3 separate regions of the Rattus norvegicus genome follow, and all the other regions are linked to region 2. A link is a contact called in public Hi-C data. All regions are on one chromosome and are shown on one strand. Each heading gives the region's core, a stretch centred on a gene start, on an enhancer-like site or on the middle of the called end of the contact. The rest is flanking DNA. Distances are from core to core; before and after follow the strand shown.

Region 1 (3,968 bases), core at 1,405-3,904, 210 kb before region 2:
CAGAGGGCTCTCTCTCTCTCTCTCTCTCTCTCTCTCTCTCTCTCTCTCTGTGTGTGTGTGTGTGTGTGTTTGCATGTGTGTGTGTGTGTGTGTGTGTGTCTGTGTGTGTGTTTCTGTGTGTGTCTGTGTGTCTGGCAAACAAAGAGAACCAGGCTACAGCACAGTGTGACAGCAAGCAAGTAAAAGCATTTCTGAAGGGAAGAGAGCATGCTGCATGCTTTGGAACAAGGGGCCAATGCATGTTGGCATGTTTCCCAGGGGTCCAAGTGGTGGCAAGGATTGGGGGCAAGACCCATGACTTACGCAAGCACGGGTGAGGGTGCTGGGGTGTGGCAGGTCTCCAGGGCCAGTCTCGATGGGATGGGCGACAGCTCTCACACCCTGGGCCAGTGGTGTGGTGGCGGCAGCGGCAGCGTGGGGGCTGGGCCCGAGCGGCACAGCGGGCAGCGTGGCCATGGCACTGGCAGCGGCCTCTTACTCCAGTGGTCACCAGCCCTGCTTTCCCCCCGAGCTCCACACGGAGGTAGCTGGCCACTATCCTGGTCTTGGGGCCTGGTGGGGAGTGAAAGGTTACCTTCTTGGGACCCCCCAAAACCCCAGGCCAGGCAGGCCTGCGCCATAGTGGCCTCCAGGGGCCTCCAATGGCCCAGGCAGCAGAAAGAACCAGGGCTGGAGGTCCTGCGGTGCAGAAACGCAGGGTGACAGACGTCAAGAGGAAGGAGCCGTCCAGGTCCAGGGTCAGAGTGCCATTGCAGACAGGGTCAGGGCTGTCTGCAGGAAGAGCACAGGTCTGAGAGCAGGGGGCTGCTGCCTTGCCAACCAACTGGGTCACTGGTGGGAGGCAAAAGCGAGGACGCCCTCCTGGGTCATAACATGGGTCTGAGGTGGCCTGGCTAAGGAGGAGCAAGAGGCTGAGGGCAACGAGCACGGTCACAGCAGAGCCGGTACCTGTAGACAGAGGTGGCAGATGGGATCAGTCGGTCTCCACCCTGCTGAGGATCCTTGTGGACCCTGCATTCCTCCCAGTCCTTCCTGAGCCCCCTCCCCAGCTGCCCTGAAGCGAGGAAAATAGTTCCATCTGGGGAGAATTACTGTTTACATAACCCACAGGGAAAGAACGCAGGCAAAATCGAGAATTTTGCCTGAACTAATCCAGAGCTTAACACCCCAAAGTTATCCATCAGTGTCGAGGGGTAGAGGCCCCAGGGAGAGGGTGAGGGTAGATGAGGAGCCAGCAGGGCCAACAGATGTGAAAGCCTAGGAGAGCAAGTCAAGGAGGAGATCGAGGAGCCTGGCCGAGGGAAGAAACAGAAGAGGAACAGAGACCAACGGAGGTGGGGGGGGGGGAGCCAGAGGGCTAGGGAGGGTGGAGGATGTCTGGGATGGATGGCATGAAGCTAGGAGCTTCAGGGGCTTGGAGGGAAGAGCAGGTAGGCTCAGAGACACTCATGACACCCAAGGACTAGACAGGAAGCAACAGCCTTTGCCCACGTGGGTCAGAGTGGAAACCTTTCCCACATGGGGCTCTAACCCTGTTCTCCACACCCGGGGCACGGAGGGGGATTATTGCCAAAAGTGTGGACTCTCTGCCACCTACCCCAACCCTCCATCCTTAACCCTTTCCCCTCCAGGCGTATAGCCAGAAAACAGAGCTGAGGGAAGGTCGTGGTGAGGGAGCTGGAAACGAACAATGCCTTGGAGTTGAAGAGCAGACCCCTCAGGTACTGGGAAGGCAGAGCCTGGCCTGCCTTTCCCGCTCAGGGTGTTGGGACCCTGCACTTGCATTTCTGGGACTTGCTGGGAGGTGGCCCCACTTGCCACCCCAAATCTCAGACCTAGATCCAAATCCCTATAGGCCCCCGGAGCAGATGGGGGAGCTGATGCTGGGGTATAGATAATATGAGAGGAAAGAAAGAAAGCAGGAGGTGACATAAGGTGTGTGCCCAATGCCAAAACACTTAGAAACCAGAAATCCAGAGCCTAGGGAGTGTTAGAAGCCACAGGACTAAGGTTCTCAACTTCCCCTTCATAGCACTGGGATTTTGGGACCTCCTGAGCCCCCTGCATGTGCCCTTAGCTCTGAATCTCACAGCCCTGTGCTCCACTCACATTTCCCATACAGGGTGCCTGTCTCGCCCAATTCATGGACCCCGGTCCCTGCCCCCAGGAGTCTGGAGCCATTATGCACCCATAACGTAGCATTAACGAACCCCCCACCTCCAGCCCCAGCCCCAGCCCCAGCCATTCCTGTAAACACATTTCTTGCTTAGGTAATTTCAAGGTCCCACCTTCCGGCTCTAAACACTGTGAAGCACCAGGCTGTAAGTTCTCTGTGCCCTTGGGGGGCCGGCGGGAACTGGCCCCTGCCCATTTGGGCCTACAGCCTTCCTACATCTCAGCAGCAGGCCCAGCCAAAGTCGGTAGCTCATAGCCTTGCTGGGCCAGTGGGGGCATAAGGGACTCCCCTGCCTGCCCCGAGTCGGCATGCACCTCCTACCTGGCTGTTAGGGCCCAGCCATTGGTCAAACCTGCCTGAAGGCGAGAAGAGTGTCCTGTAGTCTGCCATCCCCACCCTCTTCTGTAGCCGCAGCACTTGGTAGGCAATCAGGAGGAATGAGAGTGGCTGTCCTCAGGCCCAGGCCAGTGGGGGTTCTGGGCGGGAGCTGAAAACAGAGCCCGCAGAATCCCACACTACCTCCCGCCTGCCCGCCCCAAACCCTAGCCAGCAGCAGCCATGCCTTCCCACAGAGGCCCCTGCCAGCCATGCCACCCGAGACTGCGTGGGACAGGAGCACTGTCGCCCCCAGCAGGCTTGCAGCCTGGTGGTCCCGGACAAACTGGCCTAGAAGGATCCAAGCAGGTAGGGGGACAGCTGCCGCTGGGGTTCCTGGGATGGGGGGCCCAGCCTGTTCCCACTTGCTCCACTTCCTCTTACCTTAAGAATTTAGCTTGCCAGCCCCTGCTTCTGGCTGACCCCAAGCCAGCCAGCCCCTCCCCATCCTTGCAAGCTCCTGCCACGAGTGAGTGTGTTAATTCAGTGTTAAGGTCAGTTGCTTTCAAGCTCTAAAATTCCAAGCCTCCCGACCAGCTGCAGGGGAAACCAGAGGCCAGTGCTGTCTGCAAGGAGGGCAACGGAGAATACTTAAAGCCTGGTTGAACTTGGGGAGGAAAAGAAGGTAGCCAAGGCCAAAGGCAGCTTCCCCCACCCCCTCCGCCTACCAGTGATTGGTAGTTAAGGCCCCAAGGCTTTTAGCCTGAAACACTTACCCAACTGTTGTATTCTGAACATCTGAGTGTTGTGGCTTCCCTCTGAGCAAGGCAAGAGTATGTGGGGTTTGTTCTTGAGCACCCGTCCCATTCATAGCTACCATCTTGCCAGTGTGTAGAACTGGCCCAGGACAAGACTCAAGGACCTTGTTGCCCTGGGAATAAGAGATCCCTCTAGACTGCCAGGTGATCCTCGAGGCTAGGATCTTAGAGGAGCAAGGACAGAGACGAATGAGAGCTACAAGACCCATGGAGGCAGGAGGAGTAAGCTTTAAGAGAAGGTTCAGGCCAGCAGACCTCACATCGGAGAACCATGTCCCAGCAAGGGCTGTGTGAGCATTAGGGTGACACATGGGGTTCGTGGATCCAGCAAGTCTTCCCAGGTCTCTGCTCTAGCCTCAGCACCATCAGGCTACTGTCAGACAGAGGCGGGAAGCTGGTCTGTTCTGTAGCTGGTTGGGAGTGACTTGCTATGGAGCAGGGACAGGTGGGCTTTGGAAGGGTGGCTGCTGGGACACCCAGAGAGGGTCTGGGTCTGTTGTAGGACACTGCCTGCCCAGCATCATAAGTCCCTAAATTGTTTCCGAGGGACCTCTCTTCCTTACTTTGTTTTGGGCGTCTGAACTACCCCCAGAAGGCATCCACTGTGGGACTGCCAAGCCCGTCCAGGGAATGGCTTGTCCTCAATTCAGAGGTGGTAT
Region 2 (3,536 bases), core at 741-3,240:
TAAAACCCAACGCTTAAAAACAAAAAGAAAAGGGGTTGGGGATTTAGCTCAGTGGTAGAGCGCTTGCCTACCAAGCACAAGGCCCAGGGTTCGGTCCTCAGCTTCGGAAAAAAAAATACAAATAGTTAAAAAAAAAAAAAGATACAAATAGTTAAAGACAGAAAGAAGAGCTGCCCTCGGTGGCACACACCTTTACTCCCTGCACAGGAGCAGAGGCAGCAGATGGCAGATCTCTATGTTCCAGGCCAGCTTGGTCTACAGACTGAGATCCAGGAGAGCCAGGGCTACACAGAGAAGCTATTTCAAATAACAAACAAACACTCAGGGTGCTTTCAGGGCTTTTCAACAGAGGACTCAAGCCAAGAGACTTTCTGACTCCCAGAAACTCTACTCTTCCCTGCTCAACACTTCCCCCGGTCTTAGGTCTCAGCCACCCTCAGAAGACTCATAGACTCCTACTAGAATATTCCAGAATCTGTCCTGACCTGCTGCTACTTCACATTGTCCCTCTTTCTTCTCTTCTTCTTTTCTCCTCCTCCTTCTCTTCCTATTCTTTTTTCCTTCCTTCCTTCCTTCCTTCCTTCCTTCCTTCCTTCCTTCCTTCCTTCCTTCCTTCCTTCCTTTGAGACAGGGTTTCTCTAAGTAGCCATGGCTGTCGTGGATCTGGCTTTGTAGTCCAGATTGCCCTTAAACTCAGAGATCTACCTTCCTGCATCCTGAGAGCTGGGATTAAAAGTGTACACAACTACCACCCGACTCTTCTCCTCCTCCTCCTCCTCCTTTTCTTGAGGCTAAAGGTCTCTCTTGGTATCCTATGCTGGCTTCATAGGGCTTCCATGTTCCGGGATTACAGGTATGGGCCACAATACCAGGGTCTCCTTGCTCCTCTCATCTTCCTCTTTGTTTTATGCTTTGAGTGATGGTCTCAGTATCTAGTGTAATTGACCTGTCTCTTGCTATGTAGACTTGTTGTGTTTTATAAAAAAGAAATAGAGGCAGGATATGTTTTGGTAGAACATGGTATGGTGAGGTGGGAGGGGTGCCCCGGCAGGCCCATACTGAATCCCCCTGAAGTACCAGCCATGTAGTATGTAGTGCCAGATGTAGTACCACGTAGTGCCAAATGTAGTATGGAATAGAGTTTATTTAGGGCATGGGAAGTGGAGTTGGGAAGGGAGGAGGGGGGAAGGGGAGAGAAAAGGAGGGGAGAGGAGATGGCCAGGAACTCATGGAATGGGCTGGAGGGGTGCGGGGAAGAAGGGGCAGAAAGTAAGAGGATAAGAGAGTATGAGAGCTTGGACAGGGCAGATAGCCCCTTTTATAGTAGGTCAGGCATACTTGTCTGTTGCCAGGTAACTGTGTGTGTGTGGGGGAGACTAGAAGGAATGCTAAATAGCCTGGGTTGATCTTAATTTCAGAGACATCTGCTTGTTTGTAGCTCTGAAGGCTGGTATTAAAAGACATTGGAGCCACCACACACAGCCTGTTTTTGTTTTTTGAAATAGTTTCTTAGTAGTGCAGCTTGGACTCAAACTATGCAATCCAGGCTTGCCTCAAACTCCTTAGCAATCTTCTTGCTTCACTCTATCAGACCTATGGACCATCACTCTGGTCAAGTGTTTTGTTTTGTTATGTTTTTTTTCCAGATTGGGGCAATCTCGCTACAGTCCTGGCTGGCTTTGAGTTTGTGGCAGGCAATATTCCGTCCTGCCTCAGTCTCCCAATGCTGGGATGAGAAGCATATCCTAGGCAGGCTTTGAACTTGCGGCAATTCTGCTCTAACCTCCTTAGTACTCTCTACCATGAATCTAATGAAGGAGAAATAATAGAAAACAAAAACAAAAACAAAAACAAAAAACCAACCCTGGGAACCAGTCCAGGTTCGGGTAGCGCCGCGCATGCGTGAATTTAATGGCAGAGGCCCCGCCCCGAAAGCGCGCGACGATCACGTGACTAGTTCTGCGGGGCGGAGGCCATGTTGCGGGGCACCCACGTGAGGGCCGCACGTCTGCGGGGAGTCACGTGACCGGGGCGCGCCGCAGCCGCCGGGGCGCACCCGGCGAGAGGCAGCGGCAGTGATGGACGGGTCCGGGGATCATCTCGGAGGCGGCGGTGAGGCGGGAGGCGGAGAACTAGGCCGGGTCCAAGGACCCCAGGACCCCTCCGGCTGTGGGCTCGGGCGGGGGCTGGCTGGGGCGCGCGGATCCATTCCGACCGGCGCATCCGCACCCTGTGAGCGGACATCCGCGTGCGCGCCCCCGGGCAGGCCCGGGCTTGTCGCTGGCGCCACTTCCTGCTGGTGGCCTGGGATGGATCGGAAGGCCAGCGCCATCCCCCCAGCTGGGGGTCTGTTTGCTTTAGGGATTCCGCAGTCTGGGTTAGCAGAGGAGCTGGGATGCAGGTTGGGTCCCGCCCCCTGTCCATCAGAAGCAGTAGCCCTACTTGTCACTACTAGGGTCCCCAGCTCTGTCTCCCCTCAGGGTTATGAGCCTACTCAGCCCCCTGACTCTCCCTGGGACCCAGGAGTCCAGGCACCCCTTTCCTCCTCTCTCCACCAGGGCCCACCAGCTCTGAACAGATCATGAAGACAGGGGCCTTTTTGCTACAGGGGTGAGTGTGAGGCCCTATTGTGGTGGGATGGGCTTCAGGAACAACACTTGGTTCTCACTTTGTGCTCCTATCCCCGTGTCCATTCACATCTAGTTTCATCCAGGATCGAGCAGAGAGGATGGCTGGGGAGACACCTGAGCTGACCTTGGAGCAGCCGCCCCAGGACGCATCCACCAAGAAGCTGAGCGAGTGTCTCAGGCGAATTGGCGATGAACTGGACAACAACATGGAGCTGCAGAGGTGTGGTTCCTGGGACCTGGGGTACATCCAGGGGTTTCCTGTCACCTCAAGAACTCAGGCACTGGGCTAGCACTCTTGTCCTCCCAAGGGACTAGGTGTCCTCCACTCAACTCAGATAGTCTGTGCTGGGAATAGAACCCAGGGCCTGTTTACATGGTAGGCCAGCCCTTTACCCTTGAGCTGCACTCCTAGCCCCGTGCTTAGTGGTGTTAAGAAAGTTTTGTCTTCTGAGCCGTGCCTTCGGCCTCTTGCTGGTGGATGTTCGGCAGGTGCTCTGCAGTTCAGCCATACCTCCAAGCTGTGCTCACAGCCCCTCACTGGGGACGGCTAGGTGAAGCTCTACCTTTGAGCCACTCACTAGTAGATGCTGTGCAAAATACTGTACCATAAAGCCATGTCTCCAGCCCCTCGCTGGTGCCTGCAGGTGCTCTACCACTGAGCCATGCCTTTGGTACCCCAACATAGTCAGGAGCTTGACCATGAAGTCATACCTCAAGCCCCTCAGAGTAGGTTTTCCATTGCTGAGCCATGACCCGGGCGTGGATACTTAGGAAAGCACGTTTCTGCGAAGTTAAGCCCCTAGTCCACACAGTCCCCAGGACCCTGCGTTTCCAATCCAGATACCATTTATTTTCTTCGCTTTCTTATGTGTGTGTCTTGTGCCCTTTCCAGTTCGATAGCCTTTG
Region 3 (4,104 bases), core at 1,367-3,866, 230 kb before region 2:
GGCCGCGTCACGTGTGGCCTACAGCTTCCCCTTTCCCCTCCTCCCCACCAAGCACCCGCACGTTCCCGGGCCCCCGCCTCCTCGCGCGTGAGAGCGCGTGCGCGCAGTAAGGAGGGAGGACTCACGTGGCGAGGGAATGTGCAGCACTGGTTTTGCCTGGAGGTCGGATCAGGGACAGGTGTACCCAGGCGTCCCACATCGAGACTCCTTGTCTTGATAGGGATCGCCTCCCTTCTTGTTCCTTTTGGTCTCAGCTCCAACAGCTACAATGATTCTACCCACCCACCCCGCGCTATTGGGGGGGGGGGGGCGGATCGTGGTAGAACCGGCCTGTCAAGCTCTTGGCCATCCAGATTCCCACAGTTCTGAGATCCTAGGTCCCCAACGCAGGAATATGGGGAGCTCCTCTGGAGAATCCAGAATCGGGATCCCGACATTCTCTGCTGCAAGACTCTGGGAGGCAGGATGCAACACCCTCCACTTGGGGGTGGGGGGCAGAATCCGGGAACCTAGTACCCCGCTCTGGCCTGCTCGCTCCCATTTTAGGTGTCCTTGAAGTCCAGTCCTATCTGGTTTCCCAAAATTCTGGACCCAGACTCTGGAGTTAGTACTTTCCAGTTAACTAAGGTGTTCTGAGTTTCTAGTCTTGGCTCCAGGAAAATGAGGAAACTTTTGTATTAGAGAAAAATATATCCTCTCACTGAATAATCCTCTCGCATTTGGGGACCCAAGTCCCCTAAAGGATCGCAGCATCTCATTGGGCAGACTTCCAAAAGTGTCGCGAGGCCCCTCCCTGCCCGCCAGCCCCGCCCCTTCGCCGCACCTGCGCGGTGGCCGCCGGCGGCTCCCAGAGTGGCCCGCGCGGGGGCGTGCCCGGGCGAGGAGCGGGGGGAAGAGGAGCTGCAAGAGCCGGGCCCGGGGGAGGGCGCGGGAGTGCGCGCTGGAGAGGGTGCCGGCGACAGGCCCCCGGGGGGCGGCGGGCTCGGCGGTAGCCCGTGCTCCAGCAAGAAGGCGTCCAGGTCCACGTATTCCACGTCCCCGAAAGGCAAAGTGCGTTCCCACAGCAGCGGCGCAAAAAGACTCGGGCCAGCCACAGGCCCTGAGCGCCCCCGAGGGGACCCACCGCCACTAACCGCCCCAGTTGGGGCATCCGCTGGGCCCGCCGTTTCCAGGACGGGTCCCGGGACGGGGGCTGAGGGCAGAGTTGCCTTGCGCTCCTTTTCCTTCAGGAGACCTGTAGGCCAGGGAGAGACCGGATGGGGTGGAGGGACACAGGAGGGACCCCAAGTCAGAGATATGGCGGAGATACAGAGAAGTGAGACGGGAGACGTAGGGTAAAGACCCAGGGAGGCGGGTACAGGCAGGGAGAAAACACAGAAAAAGAAGACAGGGATGAAGATGGGGCTTGGGGAGACCCAGAGAGAGAAGAGGAAGAAGGCCCCAGCAATAGAGACGGTCAGGAAGACGGGGACCCAGAGAGGGGTAAAATACAAAAGTATACAGAAGGATAGGGTTAGAGACCCGGGAGGGGATTAAGGGATACAAGAAAGCGACCCAGAGAGCGAGGATGGAAGTTTAGAAAGAAGGGTTTAGTGACAAGGTGGGTGAAAGGTTGGGCAGGTGAGAGAGAAAAAAAGTGACAGCTCAGTAATTCCCCCACCCCCAGTATCCTCATCCCCTCCCCCACAATCTGTTAGCGCTGGAAGGGGCTCCATTGCTCAGGCACATTCCTCACCCTTACTTTCCATGTGACCCTGTGAGGCCCCGCCCAAGCCCGTGTCTGCACCGTGTGAGCATCCGACACACCCCCTCCCTTCCCCTAGGACTCCAGGGGTCCAGATTCGGAGGCCAAAGGGAAGAAAGAGGGGTCTGGCACCTAAACTCTGTCCTCATGGAGGAACACTCCGGGACTTGACTCTTAGGCCCTCCAAGCGTCATATTTGGTCCTGGACCCTGAGGGACTGGAAGATCTAAGTGACCAAATAAAGACTAGCAAAGATGGGACACCTAGCTGATAGGTGCCGTATACCACCACCCCAACAGTAGAGTCTCTAACACAGTGGGACTAGAACTCACAGCTGGCCGGTTCTTTGGGCTTGCTGTTTCCCTGCAGAAGGCTCCTCAGCCCAAGCAGCGCTCCCCCGCCAGGGGGGGCCCCAGCCGGGCCACCCAGCAGCAGGGGGCCCGGGGTCCTGTCGCTCAGAGGCCGCGCCATTTCCGGGCACCTGCTCCCAGGTTCATGAGCTCATGGAGAGTCGAAGAGATGATATGTCAGTCACCCGCACACTCCTGTGGCTCGGACGAATGTGTCCCAGAGTCGGGCGAGCGCGGCGAGCAAGCCTCCAGTATCAGAACGCTTCAAATCCTACGAGCACTGCGGGGGCTCAAACAGTCTGCTCTGCAGAAAGGTGCAACTCAAGAGTGTCCCGGGAGGCTCCTATAGTCTGGGCGAGTGGGTGACCAAATCAAGCAGCTGTCTCTTTGCAACTGTGGGTCCCCAAGGGACACAGGCGCGCGCTCCTTCTGTACCAGGTGGGCGAGACTCTGGCTCTAGCCAATTTTGCACTTCTCGCAAAGAAAGGAGCTTTGCAATCTGCACCCAGAGGTGTGCACCCAGGGACGGAGGAGGGGGCAGGAGGAGGCGGCAGCCTTGAGGCGTGGCCAAAGCAAACTTCTTTCGCGGAAAAAAAAAAAATCCAAACCAAAACACCCGACGCCAGAGCGCGCGCCCCTCCTCCGGGCCCCCTCCCTTCTCTTGGGCCATGCACCCCAGCCGCGTGCCTCCCTCCGGCTGCTAGCAAAAGCCAATCGTTTCTCGAGCCCTTGAGACGCTCAGCCAATGAAATTAAGGGATCTGCCAAGGCCCTGGAGGCGCGTGAGGGGCTGAACTTGTGGAATTGCCTCGCCTTTGGAAGAAGGCGGGACACTGACCTACATATGGCCAATGGGATGAGGCGCTGGAGGCGGGACCGTGACCCACTTCGAGCCAATGAGACAGGAAGAAGGGGGAAGCACATGGCTCTGCGCGTGCTACCGGATGCGGGTGTTGGGCAAGAGGGGTGCCCCTTAAAGGAGCCGCGTGTTCACAGACTCATTGTTTGAGGAAAAAAGCTTAACACCAATTAGAGCAGGTTAAGGCAGAAAGACCTGGGCTTCGGGAAGGATTATTTTTTAATATCTAGATATTTCTCAATCGCAGCTGATAATCAAACCACCGAGAAACTGGAAACATTCAGTCCCTTTAATAGCTTTGTTTTGGGGTGAATTCCCCTCCCCTGGTGAGGAAACTCAGAACAGGCGGGCGTAATCCTCGTTGGGGAGTCTCAGCGACCATGAGGACCACCATCCACTGCAAAAGAAAGCACCGGCTTGAGGGGTGTGGGAGTTGAGCGCATAGGGCTGTACTACAGTCAGGCTGCTAAGGGGGAATGGAATATACCAAGTTGGTGAAAATGGTCAGCTCCTGGACCGGACCATATAGAGAGGGAAGAAGGCCACGTGGGACGTGCAGATTAGGCTGGTTTGCATAAGGGTAGTAATACAGGAAGGGGATATGGTCATTTGAGCCGTACCATGTTGAGAAACCAGACAAGAGGCCAACAGATTTCCCCAGGGCACAACCACCTTCAGGAAGACAGAGGGATTGTACCACACTGATTCTCAGAAAGGGGATAGTTGTCAAGACTATAGCCCTTAAGTAGGGTCATACCATTTGTAAGCAGGTGACTTGGACCGTACCATCTTGGAAAGTGACAATATTGCAGAGGGCATGGACCAGTATGTAATTGTACCACAAGGAAATCAGAGGGTGTCAGGCCTTAGCACTAAGCTGCGAAGAGGGGTGGGCTGCACTACTGTTTCATACTGAGAGGTGAGAAAGTACGAGGGGCATGTCACACTGAGACACAACTGGGAATGAGTGCAGACTGTCAAGACATGGAGAAGGGGGGTACACACGAAGCATACCATGCAGGCGGTAGTTGGGGCCTCGGCAGCGCCTCTCGGGGTGCCGGGGGTCCCTGTTGCCCCTCAAGGCTCTGTGGGCCAGGGGCTGCAAGGGCCGGCCATTACCACTGAGGCTCTGGAAGATCTGGGAGGGGGGAT

Evidence for each region. A called contact is a pair of places that touch in the nucleus more often than the background predicts.
Region 1: a Hi-C map of Schwann cells shows a contact between it and region 2, with 4 times the contacts expected there. The contact joins the promoter of Ntn5 here to the promoter of Bax in region 2. A contact is called at or near these places in 7 of 12 Hi-C or Micro-C datasets (the A7r5 cell line, the Rat2 cell line, Schwann cells and 4 more).
Region 3: a Hi-C map of liver shows a contact between it and region 2, with 2.3 times the contacts expected there. The contact joins the promoter of Dbp here to the promoter of Bax in region 2. A contact is called at or near these places in 2 of 12 Hi-C or Micro-C datasets (frontal cortex and liver) and 1 of 1 datasets of contacts at active chromatin or transcription factors (oligodendrocytes).

The regions. Positions count from the first base shown.
Region 1 is chr1:105,292,094-105,296,061 of GRCr8, reverse strand. It overlaps Ntn5 (netrin 5), which reads right to left and starts at 2,654. Exons shown (of 7, transcript NM_001415884.1): 1 at 2,533-2,654; 2 at 304-948. The coding sequence starts at 2,566. It also overlaps a transcript of Sec1 not described here.
Region 2 is chr1:105,080,332-105,083,867 of GRCr8, reverse strand. Bax (BCL2 associated X, apoptosis regulator) reads left to right here and starts at 1,990. Exons shown (of 6, transcript NM_017059.2): 1 at 1,990-2,112; 2 at 2,559-2,610; 3 at 2,704-2,850. The coding sequence starts at 2,079.
Region 3 is chr1:105,310,768-105,314,871 of GRCr8, reverse strand. Dbp (D-box binding PAR bZIP transcription factor) reads right to left here and starts at 2,616. Exons shown (of 4, transcript NM_012543.3): 1 at 2,077-2,616; 2 at 824-1,234. The coding sequence starts at 2,215. It overlaps Car11 (carbonic anhydrase 11), which reads right to left. Exons shown (of 9, transcript NM_175708.3): 8 at 3,967-4,104; 9 at 3,221-3,349. The coding sequence ends at 3,324.